Regions from separate parts of the Sus scrofa genome. Here all the other regions are linked to region 2. A link is a contact called in public HiChIP or PLAC-seq data. All regions are on one chromosome and are shown on one strand. Each heading gives the region's core, a stretch centred on a gene start, on an enhancer-like site or on the middle of the called end of the contact. The rest is flanking DNA. Distances are from core to core; before and after follow the strand shown. Region 1 overlaps FNDC3B (fibronectin type III domain-containing protein 3B). Region 2 has its middle 9.2 kb from the start of TMEM212. Region 3 overlaps FNDC3B (fibronectin type III domain-containing protein 3B).

Region 1 (3,850 bases), core at 144-2,643, 290 kb before region 2:
GTATTTGAGAACCATCTTTGACTAAGTTCTCTTGGTTAATTTTCCATATCCAATTTCTGTAATTTAAACCATACTTTAAAAACTTAACCATGCTTAAAAGTGCTGACGGCTCTTCCTTTCAAATGGTTCCCTTCATCTTCAGTCTTACTGCCACCCCCCCAGTTCACCTCACACCTAGAATAGTGACTCCATCTGGGTTGTACTCACACCATCTGGGTTGTACTCCTGCAAGATTTCTAGCTCTGTAGCCTGCAAACATACACAATGCAGCACTACAACATTACCGCCTACCCTAAAGCTGCGCTGGAGGCGGTGAGGCTATTACAATAACTAAGAGATTATGGAGGCTCAAAAGCAAGAGGCAGATCAAAGAACTTTTATTCTAAGGCACTTCCAAAGTCATTATAATATTACCTAACAAAGTGAGCTACCTGAGGCAAAATTCCCTCACCTATAAGATGGAAAGGGTGGATCAGATCAGTGGTTTTTCAACTACTAGGAGGGCAAGGTGGTCTGGAGAAAAGTTTTAAAACCCTTTACCAGAAGAAAGAGTAGCAAGTGTGCCTCAATCAGCTCCACTGGCCTCTATTTTGTATAGAGGACGTCCAGGCAAAATTGAATGAAAAAAAGGTTCTACAGCAACCCTGAAAAACCAGACGAAGCCACTGGAGGTCTAGATCAGAACTGAAGTTCCATCTCACTCTAAAATTCCATGACAGATTGACTTCTGGCCCCACTGGAAGGTAGCAAGGAGCTATACTTGGACCTTTTCAAATACGCAAATTCAAAGTACCAAGCAGTGGGTGAAACATTAGCCAATACTGAGCATCCAAGGGAATGCTGACACCACTGATGGGAAAACCACAAAACAGGACTGGCTCCGAAACAGTTTCTCAAGAGTCCCTTTCTCCAGCTCCTACCAAGTTGAGAGAGCTTTTTCCACCAAGACACAAACTAAACTTTTGATTTGCTTTTTGGAATGTCTGTCTGCAGGACATGCCTGGGAGCCTGCACTCCCACCAACCTCTGCATGAGTGTGGCCTGAGCAGGCTGCAGGCTGCAGCCCAGTCTGGCCTTCTAAAGCATCCTCTCAGATGTCTGCGGCAGACGGGGTCTCACCCCAGAAGTTAACTCCTGCTGATAAGAACCCTTCCTATGGCCAAACAAAATCACTGTTTGATTCTTGTGGCATTCTTCACTCCTGTTTTTCTTCCTCCTCCTCCCTTCCTATAAAAAAAAGGTGTCTTTTAAGTATATCTAGAAGGAAACCTGAACAGCTAGGCGCTTTCCCCTCTTAATTTGTTCCTTATCCCACTGGTGATTCATGCCCTGGGCCGCTCCTCCCTCAGCACAGTGAGCGGCTCTGTTCGGCTCAGTTGTGGGAGGCCACGTCAGCAGGAAACTGCACTGGCTGCCAGGTCACATTCAAGACTGTCTGGAGCAAGTCAGCGTGCAACACCCGCAGGACAGAGGCTGCTCTATGGTTTTCCTAAGCGAAGGGAGTGCTCAGTCCGGAGAAACAAGACTGGCCTCTGCACACCACAGAGACGCAAGCTTAGGGGAGACTCCAAATACTACAGGTTAGAGCGTCCCCATTTTGAAATGTTCCCCAAGTATTTCCAGTTATAGAGTTACTGGTTTTCCCTTCTCCTCATTTTCTTAGAGGACGTACTGTACTGCATCCAAATTCATATTTGGAAAAGGCTACCAAGAGCCAAATCAAACTTCTTCGTGGCTTTCTGGCTCCTGGGTCCAACAGAGGAAATTCTGCACACCCAACCCACCAATCTCCAAAGCCCTGACATGCACTGAGTCAGGACGGAAAACCTGACCTAAAGAGCTGACACACTAAAGTGATCACAAGGGACTTTTTTTCTTCTAAACACACACAATAAAAACAGTAAACAAAGAAAGCACACCAGATGTTATCATGGTATCTCACAGGATGGATTTAGGACAGGAGGCAAAAAAATCACCCTGCACAAAGAGATACACTGAATAAATGACAAAACCATACTTTATGTAGGTGGCTTAGTAAGGTCCAAAATCAATCCTGTTCATATAAACCAACATGATTAACTTAACATGCTAAAAGAGCTGGGCTAGGAGTTTCTTAGTTTGCTGTAGATTTAGACCAGAGACCCTTTAAAAAGAAAAAAAGTGGAGTTCCCACCATGGCTCAGGGGTAAAGAACCCAACTAGTATCCATGAGGACACAGGTTCAATCCCTGCCTTGCAAGTTAAGGATCCGACATTGCCATAACACGTGGTGTAAGTCACAGACACAGCTCGGATCCCACATTGCTGCGGCTCTGGCCTAAGTTGGCAGCTGTAGCTCCAATTCGACCCCTGGCCTACGAACCTCCATAAGCCACAGGTGCAGCCCTAAAAAATTAAAAAAAAAAAAAAAAAAAGACCCAAAGAAAAAAGTGTGAATTTTCTCAGAAACTTCCTAAGTTGAGGGCTTTCCCCTCCACTCTTGGAGAAAGGTCTCCTTAGGTGGACAGCTCAAAGGTCAAATCTTTCTCTCCAAAAATACCAGGTCTGCTAAAGAAACTATCTAGTCCCGTGGAGGGCATTAGTAAAAGAAACAGGAAAGGAGTTCCCGTCATGGCTCAGTGGTTAATAAATCTGACTAGGAGCCCTGAGGTTGCAGGTTCAATCTCTGGCCTCGCTCAGTGGGTTAAGGATCTGGTGTTGCCATGAGCTGTGGTGTAGGTCACAGACGCGGCTCGGATCTGGCACTGCTGTGGCTCTGGTATAGGCTGGTGGCTACAGCTCCAATTAGACCCCTATCCTGGGAACCTCCTTGATATGCCACGAGTGAGGCCCTAGAAAAGACAGAAAGACAAAAAAGAAAAAAGAAAAAAGAAAAAAAAGAAGAAAAAAAAAGGAGAGGAAGGAGGTGAAGATGGAGAGGTAGCCCAGGGCATGAAGAAAGGTGTCACGGGAGAAGAGGCACACAGAAGCAGACAGTAACACACACAAGCACCACCAAAAAGACTGTCTGACCCACACAGCTCTGGGAGGCGCCTGAGCTGCCACAGTGGAGAAGAGGGTGACTGCCCTAAGCACAAACATGCACACACAAACCCAAGTGCAAAAGGGACGATGCAGCTTCCAAGAGGAGTCCATAGCAACAGAGACATTAGGAGCAAACCAGAAGAGGAAGAAAACCACACAGAGCAGGAGCTCACAAGGGGGTACAGGTCTAATGTTCCCATGAAGAGGAGCTAGAGGCCCAAACAAAATGAAACACTACAGATACTTAGAGATTTAGTGATGTAAAAGGTACTCTATTATTTCAACCCTCTGTGAAAATGAACACCCAGAGCACATCTAATCTAAGGGGCCACTTCCTCAAGCTGGGTCCTCAGATAGGGATTGAATATCCATTAAGTGGATCTCACTAGCACCTCCTCGTGGGGGGAAAAGAAAATACTGGATTTGGCTACCTACTATTTTACTGAAAACCAAACAAATATTCCACATTTAACTGGCCATCCAGGCTTCAAATAAATCCATAGTATTTTGACCAAAGAAAGTACTCCGTGATAAACTGATAAACTGTAATAAAGCTTTAAAAGCATTTCAAAAATAAAAACTAATAAATCATATATTCTGCATGTACATCTGGAATAAATTTAGTTATTATGCAAGAGAAGTTTTTAGAAGCAGATGGGCTAGATCCAAAAGTAGTAGTATTTCTTGGTTAACAGGAAAGAAAGGAAAGGAAAAAAGAGAAGAAGGGAAGGAAGGGAAGGAAAGGAAGAAAGGAAGGGAGGAAGACAGGAAGGGAAGAGAGAGAGGGAGGGAAGACTGAATCTAGGAAGGAAGGAGGAAAAGAAAA
Region 2 (3,846 bases), core at 214-2,713:
TAACGGTTTTTATGTATCTCTGCATATTCAAAGGTTTTATCTATTTCTTTATCTGACCACTTTCCATAAATAGTAAGTATTTTCCCCGGTCTATAGACAAATGAAATAACAAAGACATAGAAAACTTGTGCTCCAGAGAATTTGGCTATGAAAACTTATGCTCTTTTTGTATTTCCATACAGATGATATTGTGATCTCTTCTGAGATAGGATAATAAAAGAAGTGCGTCCTTATGACATAAGGAATTGAGTAGCATAGAATAAACACCACCTACTACTAGCAGATGTGGGATCATTTTTTTCATACAAAGGCCCACACTTTCCTTTTTCAACAATGGAGGTATCCTACCCTAGTTTGTACATATGTATATATTTACTATTTTTTTAAAGAAGAGAAAGGGCATTTCTTGGAACTTCCTCATGGCATTGTCCAAGTACATAAACACTTCTGCTTCTTTCTCACAATCTACGCAAAGCTAATTGACATAAAAGGTAAAAGCTAGGCCTAAGCAAGCCTCCTTTATCTAATGGACAAGTTCACTAAGAAGAATGTAGGGCAATGAAAATGAAAAGTACATAAAAATAACCCAACTGCAGGATCACACACTGAGTCTATAAGAACCTTAAAGACCAGCCAGTCCAGGCTTGTCATTTCACAGAATAATTCCATGGTTAAAATACCAAGGAAAAGAGTCATCCTATTGCAACCATAAACTAAAACTTTTTAAAAATTTATTTTATTGAAGTATAGTTGATTTTCAATGTTGTGTTAATTTCTGCTGTGTAGCAAAGTGATTCAGTTATGAATAGGTATACATTCTTTTTTCCTATTCTTTTCCATTACGATTTATCATAGAATATTGAATATAGTTCCGTATGCTACAGAGTAGGACCTTGTTGTTTATCCATTCAGTATAAAACCTAAGGCCTAATAAGATGGTTGTGACTGAGATCTTTCTGCTATATCTGTGCTTAGCACTAGGTGTTGCTCTACTGCTATTTATAGATCAGCTTTTCTTTGATATGCAGCAGGAGTTGAATCTCCTAATTGCAGTTCCATTCTGCAAATGCTGAGTTTCTAGGATTATACTCTGCTAATATATTATATGTTACACTGAACAAGCTTCATTTAAATGGTGTAGGGATAGCATATTAGAAAGAGCCACTCTAGAAAAAGTGATCAATACATGCCAGGGAAAGGCTACTCCAAAGTTAAATTTTTCAAATTGTCCTAATTCAAATATTTACTTAAACTCTGTTTTTATATTACGTGCAATACAAGGGGAATGACATTGTTAGCCGTGTGTTTCCTGGAACTGACCGTCTGCTACAAGGCCACAGATAAAGTTTGTTTATAGAAAAACAAAATATGAAAAAAAAAAGTTTAGCACTGCTCTATTTGGGGTTTGATACTCCCACACATACCAAGTGGGAGAAAGGACAACTTTCTAGAATCTTTCTTGCTCTGTGGCAACAGAGGACAGAAATGCTTCAACCCCCTCTAGTGACAGATGAATCATTACTTAGATTAGTTCAGTTGTTCAAAATTGAAAGATAATACCACAGGGAGAGACCAGTCATGCTTCAAGAAGTTTATAGTTTAGGGAGAGGGCAAATTTTCAATTCATGTGTTAAGTTTTAAAGGGTTTAAATTCAGCTAAGTGTGACTCTTCAACATTATTACTCAGTTCTTTCAACTCAGATCAACTTGGTATAAACCTCAGCATAGATGTTCCAAATTCTACCCATTACATATGTGATAATGATCTAATCTGAATTTTAAATCTTCTGGACTGGATATATGTAATAAAACAATGTCTAGTATATTGTTGCTAAACATGATTTTTTTTTCCACTTTGGTATTTATGAATAACTATTTGTAAGGCCAACAATCATGCAACCATGCTAATAACAGTCCTGGGTTTTCAGCACAAAAGAAAGTGGCAGCCTTAAGCCCAGAATGGGAAAATTATAATCACCATTACAGAGTTTAGAGTAAAGGGAGAGAAAACAGGTCATGCAAAGCTGGCTGCTGGGATGCATAATATAAACCCTTCAATCTAGTCCTAAAGAAAGGGTTTCTTCTAATTTTTATAGTCTTGGCCTCAAGCTGAAAAAGCCGAGTTCTGAGTTGAAGTCTGACTTTCTTGCAAAATATACTTTTCAACTCTCTCCCTAGCACACAGTCATTCTTTCCTAAAGATTCTATTTCCTTTACATCCTTTGAGGATAAAACTATGCTTTGTGGTTTTTATACCATATTCACTTAGGATATTTTAAAACAGAGTGAACTCTACTTTTTCTACCAATTCTCTCTTCATGGAGGCTCTCCTTTCCCCACTCCTTACAGCCTCAGTGATCATGTGAAATAGTTTCCACTATTATTTTTGCATTTCTTTTGCCTGACTCCATGTTAAAGATGGGCAGTTTTTCGAAAGTGATAGGTCAAACTCCTGATCCATGTTCTTATAAACTTGAAGTAAGAAGTGTTTATGTGTTAAGAAAATTATCTATTTTCTCTAAAAGGGAGAGGGGGAAGAAGTTTTGAAAAAATCCATTTTGGAAATCAATGTTTAGTGAATGGCAGGAAGGAGAGGCCCAATGCTAATAAGTGCCAAGGAAGTTTCTGCCATCTCTAGTCAGACCCAAGTCTATAAGGGACCATTTACAGGTAAGTTTACATGTGTGTGTGTAGGCGTAAGAATAGTAAGAGCTATGAAAATAGGCTTGCCATTCACACACACACACACACAGAAATTATGAAATGTTTACCCTTCATTTTTCATAATGCTATATTAACTAATGTTTTTAATAAATATCTGTTCTATAGGATCTTTTAATGTCATCCTCTAATCTCTTCCATTCCTTTCCATCCTCTAAGCAGATTTCATTTGTATAACTCCAAAGAGGTGAATATGAGTCCTGCTCTTCTTAAAAATTGTTTCCAGCCTATAGCTTAACCACCTCCAATGTTCAAATTTGTTCCAAGATTGAGACAAAATCTCTCTACCAAAAGCAAAATAAAAGCCAAATTCCTACCCTTTGGTCTCATTACTTGTTTTATTATTCTATGTTTCCTAATAATACATTTTTTTTAAATATTGAAATGGGCACATGTTCTGTGGTCCAGAGGCAAGGCTATGCACAGTAAATGCAAATTTCAGCAAATGCAAGTTTTGAGCTCCAGAGATGTCCATTTCAAACCCCATGAAATTTTGTTTTTTTCCTCCTTTCTTGATATAGGAAAAGACATCTAGGAAATATTATTGAATCCAACTATATGCATTTTTAGACAAATGATAAACCATAGACTTTTAATGTCTACAGCAGGGACAGAGCTGGCCTGAATTGTAGCCTGGGGAGGGGTGTAAGCTGACACAGCTGTGATATCCACAAACTGGAAAATGTGAGTAGATCATATTATTACAAGGTGTTACTAAAAAGCTTATTTGAGTCCTTCATTATTAAAGTCTAGAAATGTTTGCTTAATGCCAGCTAAGCTCATAGATACTATGAAGAATTCATTTTATGTGTTTACAATGATAATAAGAGAAATAAAAAATCTCCTCAGTCTGCTTACGTTTTCCTAATTCTGGGCTAGAGAAGACAGTAATTGTAAGAAAGACATTTCTTTCTTTTTTTTTTTTTTTTTTTTTTGGCTTTTTTTCTTAGGGCCACACCTGCAGTGTATGGAGGTTCCCAGGCTAGGGGTCCAATTGGAGCTGTAACTGCTGGCCTATGCCACAGCCACAGCAATGCCGGATTCTTAACCCACTGAGCGAGGCCAGGGATCAAAGCTGCGTCCTCATGGGTGCTAGTCAGATTCGTTTCCACTGAGCCACAATGG
Region 3 (3,517 bases), core at 681-3,180, 320 kb before region 2:
CAGTAAGGTAAATAAAAGTGTAATAATTTTATAATGTACTTGAATTCAGTAATTCTTTTTTTTTTTTCCCTTGCTTTTTAGGGCTGCACCTGCGGCATGTGGAGGTTCCCAGTCTAGGGGTCTAATCGGAGCTGTTGCTGCTGGCCACAGCCACAGCCACAGCCACAGCCACACAGGATCCGAGCCACGTCTGTGACCCACACCACAGCTCAGAGCAATACCAGATCTTTAACCCACTGAGCAAGGGATCGAACCTGAAACCTCATGGTTCCTAGTCAGATTCGTTTCTGTTGCGCCACAATGGGAACTCCAAATTCAGTAATTCTTAAAAGGGTTAATAGACCAGGCACATAAACTGCTACCTAAGACTAGCAAAACCTGGATAAGTAGAAGCATAATATGCCACTAAAGACTGGAAGAAATGTTTTTTTGGTGTTTTTGTCTTTTTAGGGCCACACCTGTGGCATATGGAGGTTCCCAGTCTAGGGGTCCAATCAGAGCTACAGCTGCCGGACTAAACCACAGCCACAACAACTCGGGATCCGAGCCACGTCTGTGACCTACACCACAGCTCATAGCAATGCCGGATCTTTCACTAAGCGAGGCCAGGGATCAAACCCGCAACCTCATGGTTCCTAGTCAGATTCGTTTCCGCTGAGCCACAATGGGAACTCCTAGATTGCATTTTCTTATAAAGCAAACATTAAGACCAATTAATAACTTTACTATATTTGAACAACAGCCAAAAGTCAGTAAAAATGACACATTCTGACAAAGTTCTTTAAGAACCATACTGGACATATAATTAATTAAAGCAAATGCATTAATAACAGAGCAAAAATGAAATAAAAATCAGAGTTGTTTAATGTATTTGTAAAGTAGAGGAGAAATTCAAGGTTTTAATACGTGACTAATGTAAACCTCTGATAATGAAATCGAGAGCAAGAAAGCAATTTTTGTTTCCTATTTTATCAGAAATTATAAATTTAAAGTTTGTAACAAATCAAACTTAAGAGCTATCAGACAGAAATTCTGACCCCCTAATCAGAAAGTCTCACTTCTTAAAAAGCACAAAGAAGTACAAGGATGACCTGGATCTGTCCACACAAATTCCAAAGAGCAACTGCCCAGGGGCTTCTTATTTCTTATATTTAGAACCTTTATGTCACAGAAAGTGAAAGCAATCTGGGATAGTCATCTTTTTAGCTTGCTGTATCTTGCTTTGACTTGCCAAATAGACAACACAATCAGCTTTCTGTAATTTCTCTGCCGCTAGTGTGGCAAAAGGGGTGGGGCTTTGGAGCAGAAAGCTTTGTGTAAGACTCAGTTCTTTTTTAACCCTTTTTTAAACAAGTAAAATTCTTCATCTCTATGTCTCATTCATGTACTCAAAGTTCATTACATCCTGTCACTAAATTAAACAGATTCTACTATAAGAACCCTTAAAATTCACTCCAAATTACCAATGCGTTTTTACTTCCACTGGCATTAAAAACATGCATACTATGCTCAAAGTAGAGAAATTTCTTCAAGATTCCATATTAGAGTCCTCTGTCCTTAACAGGTTCTTAGCATTTGCATTTGGGTGTAGCACTGCTGATAATGCCAAATGCAAATCACACCCTGACCACTTATTCTGAAAGCACCACTGGCAAAAATGTACCCAGTACTGCCTCCAGGGCTCTGCCAGGGCTGAGGCTCAGGATAGGGGATGAGGCAAAAAGCATGGTGCTCATCATAGGTTCCCACACAACAAGAAGAGCCCAGAAAGCTCTAAGCCTCAGGAAGTTCTCTTGGTGTCTGGCATATCACATCCACTGCGCTGCCCAGACCTCCGGCCAGGCAGCTCTGACTCAATCTTTGTCCCCAGATCTGCTGCGGCTGGTGTGAGAAGACCACGGACAACCACCAGGCTGACTCATGCTTCTTCCTGACTCTGTCCTTCCTGTGACTACACCAGCTCCTTGAATTGTTCTCCTCCACTGAGCCCAACCTTCACTTGTCACTTCCGGTCCTGTTGGCAAAGGATTTCTCCCAGTGTACCATACCGATTCTGGGGGAACGAAGGGAAGTCACAGCCACAACTGCAAAAACAACTCAGTGCTGAGGCCACTGCTGTTGAGAAGGGCACACACACTTAATACTACTTCTGGTTAGAATTCTAAGACCCTCTGAAACTCAACAGGCCACCCTGCATCATCTTCAGGCCAAAGTAAGGAAAAAGCAGTAACAGTTGACTTTCATTTATTAAGCAGTCTGGGGAAACACCATGAGGCTACCTGTGGAAATGCACTCAGTGGGTGAGAACAGCAGTCTGTGCCCCCCTCCCTTAGCCAAGGAGGAAGAGGGGAGCCTGGTGGCGCACTTTAAAGATGACATGCCAACACTTTCCTTGACCATGGAGAGCAAGCTCTAAAGGCATGTTTTAAAAATACTAAATGAACATATCTACTTAGCATGCCTACATCACTTCAAATTTTATTTCTAGGGGTCATTCTGTTAGAGATTCAAAATCAATTAGAGGTTATTAAGAACACCAGCCTCTCTCAAGTCTGAGAGGAAAGGTCATCTTTAAACATAATGGCTTCCCTCATTATATTTTTCCTCTGACCTAAACCAGATAGCCTCCAAATGATACCAGTTTTTCCTGCTTCTGAAGAGACTGAAACAGCATCTAAAAGACTCCCCTTCCCCCATAGTCTACAATACTATGAATCTTTAAGGGGTACCAGTTTCATAACTAGTTGTGGAAATTCAGGCTTATTTCATCATCACTCTAAAGACTCCCATTTACACAGGCATCTCCTCTCCCAAAGCTGCTGCCCACTCTGCCTGTGTTCCCTTTTCTCTTAATGGCACATCGAGATTCCCACACCCCGCTATAAACCCAGCCATAAACCATGTCCCTCGTAACTCATCAGTCACTGAGATCTGTTCTGCCTCTATTCCCACAGCAACTAACACAAGGTTTTGTATACAATAAGCATGCAAATATTTGTTACATGAAGAGACAAACCAGATGACCACAACTTATTCTGAGAAGTTTTATTCATACACACACGTACACGTACAGCACGGACCCTGTCTTCAGAGAACCATGGGATATATCGAAAGACTGTAATACCTACTTAGAACTAAATCACTCAGGCTACCAATTTGTAGTGAGCCCAAAGATCACTTTGGAGGCTTCTTAAAATACAGAGTCTAGAGCCTTACTTCCAGAGATTCCTCCTCAATAGATCTGCAAGAGGGCCAGGAGTCTGCTCTACCAAACCCCCAGGAGAGTCATGGTCCACTTTGCAGAAACACCATCCAGCTGAATGGATGGCAGAGGCATGGCCAGAACCAGGGGCAACATGCCTGTCCACACGCACTTCTATGTGCTTCAGAGGATGACATGCTTTGCCTACGGCCCCACTAAGTACAAGCAATAATGCAATCAAAACGTGTAAATGTGAAGAGAGGAGGAAGAAGAAAAATGTCTCCGTGAGTCACTAGGTCAGAATGGGGGTTAGCT

The links. HiChIP or PLAC-seq counts read pairs in DNA pulled down with a chosen protein or histone mark.
Region 1: an H3K27ac HiChIP or PLAC-seq map of alveolar macrophages shows a contact between it and region 2, with 8 times the contacts expected there. The contact joins two enhancer-like sites. A contact is called at or near these places in 1 of 47 Hi-C or Micro-C datasets (omental adipose tissue) and 2 of 2 datasets of contacts at active chromatin or transcription factors (alveolar macrophages and skeletal muscle).
Region 3: an H3K27ac HiChIP or PLAC-seq map of alveolar macrophages shows a contact between it and region 2. The contact joins two enhancer-like sites. A contact is called at or near these places in 2 of 2 datasets of contacts at active chromatin or transcription factors (alveolar macrophages and skeletal muscle).

What each region holds. Positions count from the first base shown.
Region 1 is chr13:110,698,159-110,702,008 of Sscrofa11.1, reverse strand. The region is part of intron 3 of FNDC3B (fibronectin type III domain-containing protein 3B); the gene reads right to left. Among named protein-coding and RNA genes, the nearest start is that of FNDC3B, 110 kb to the right of the region's middle. Within about 2 kb of position 1,393, at least 51 of the 83 cell types and tissues checked have an H3K27ac peak or open chromatin away from gene starts, as enhancers often do. A contact at or near this core is called in alveolar macrophages, where this site is marked.
Region 2 is chr13:110,403,253-110,407,098 of Sscrofa11.1, reverse strand. No RefSeq gene overlaps it. Among named protein-coding and RNA genes, the nearest start is that of TMEM212, 9.2 kb to the left of the region's middle. Within about 2 kb of position 1,463, at least 10 of the 83 cell types and tissues checked have an H3K27ac peak or open chromatin away from gene starts, as enhancers often do. A contact at or near this core is called in alveolar macrophages, where this site is marked.
Region 3 is chr13:110,727,729-110,731,245 of Sscrofa11.1, reverse strand. All of the region lies in intron 3 of FNDC3B (fibronectin type III domain-containing protein 3B), which reads right to left. Among named protein-coding and RNA genes, the nearest start is that of FNDC3B, 140 kb to the right of the region's middle. Within about 2 kb of position 1,930, at least 38 of the 83 cell types and tissues checked have an H3K27ac peak or open chromatin away from gene starts, as enhancers often do. A contact at or near this core is called in alveolar macrophages, where this site is marked.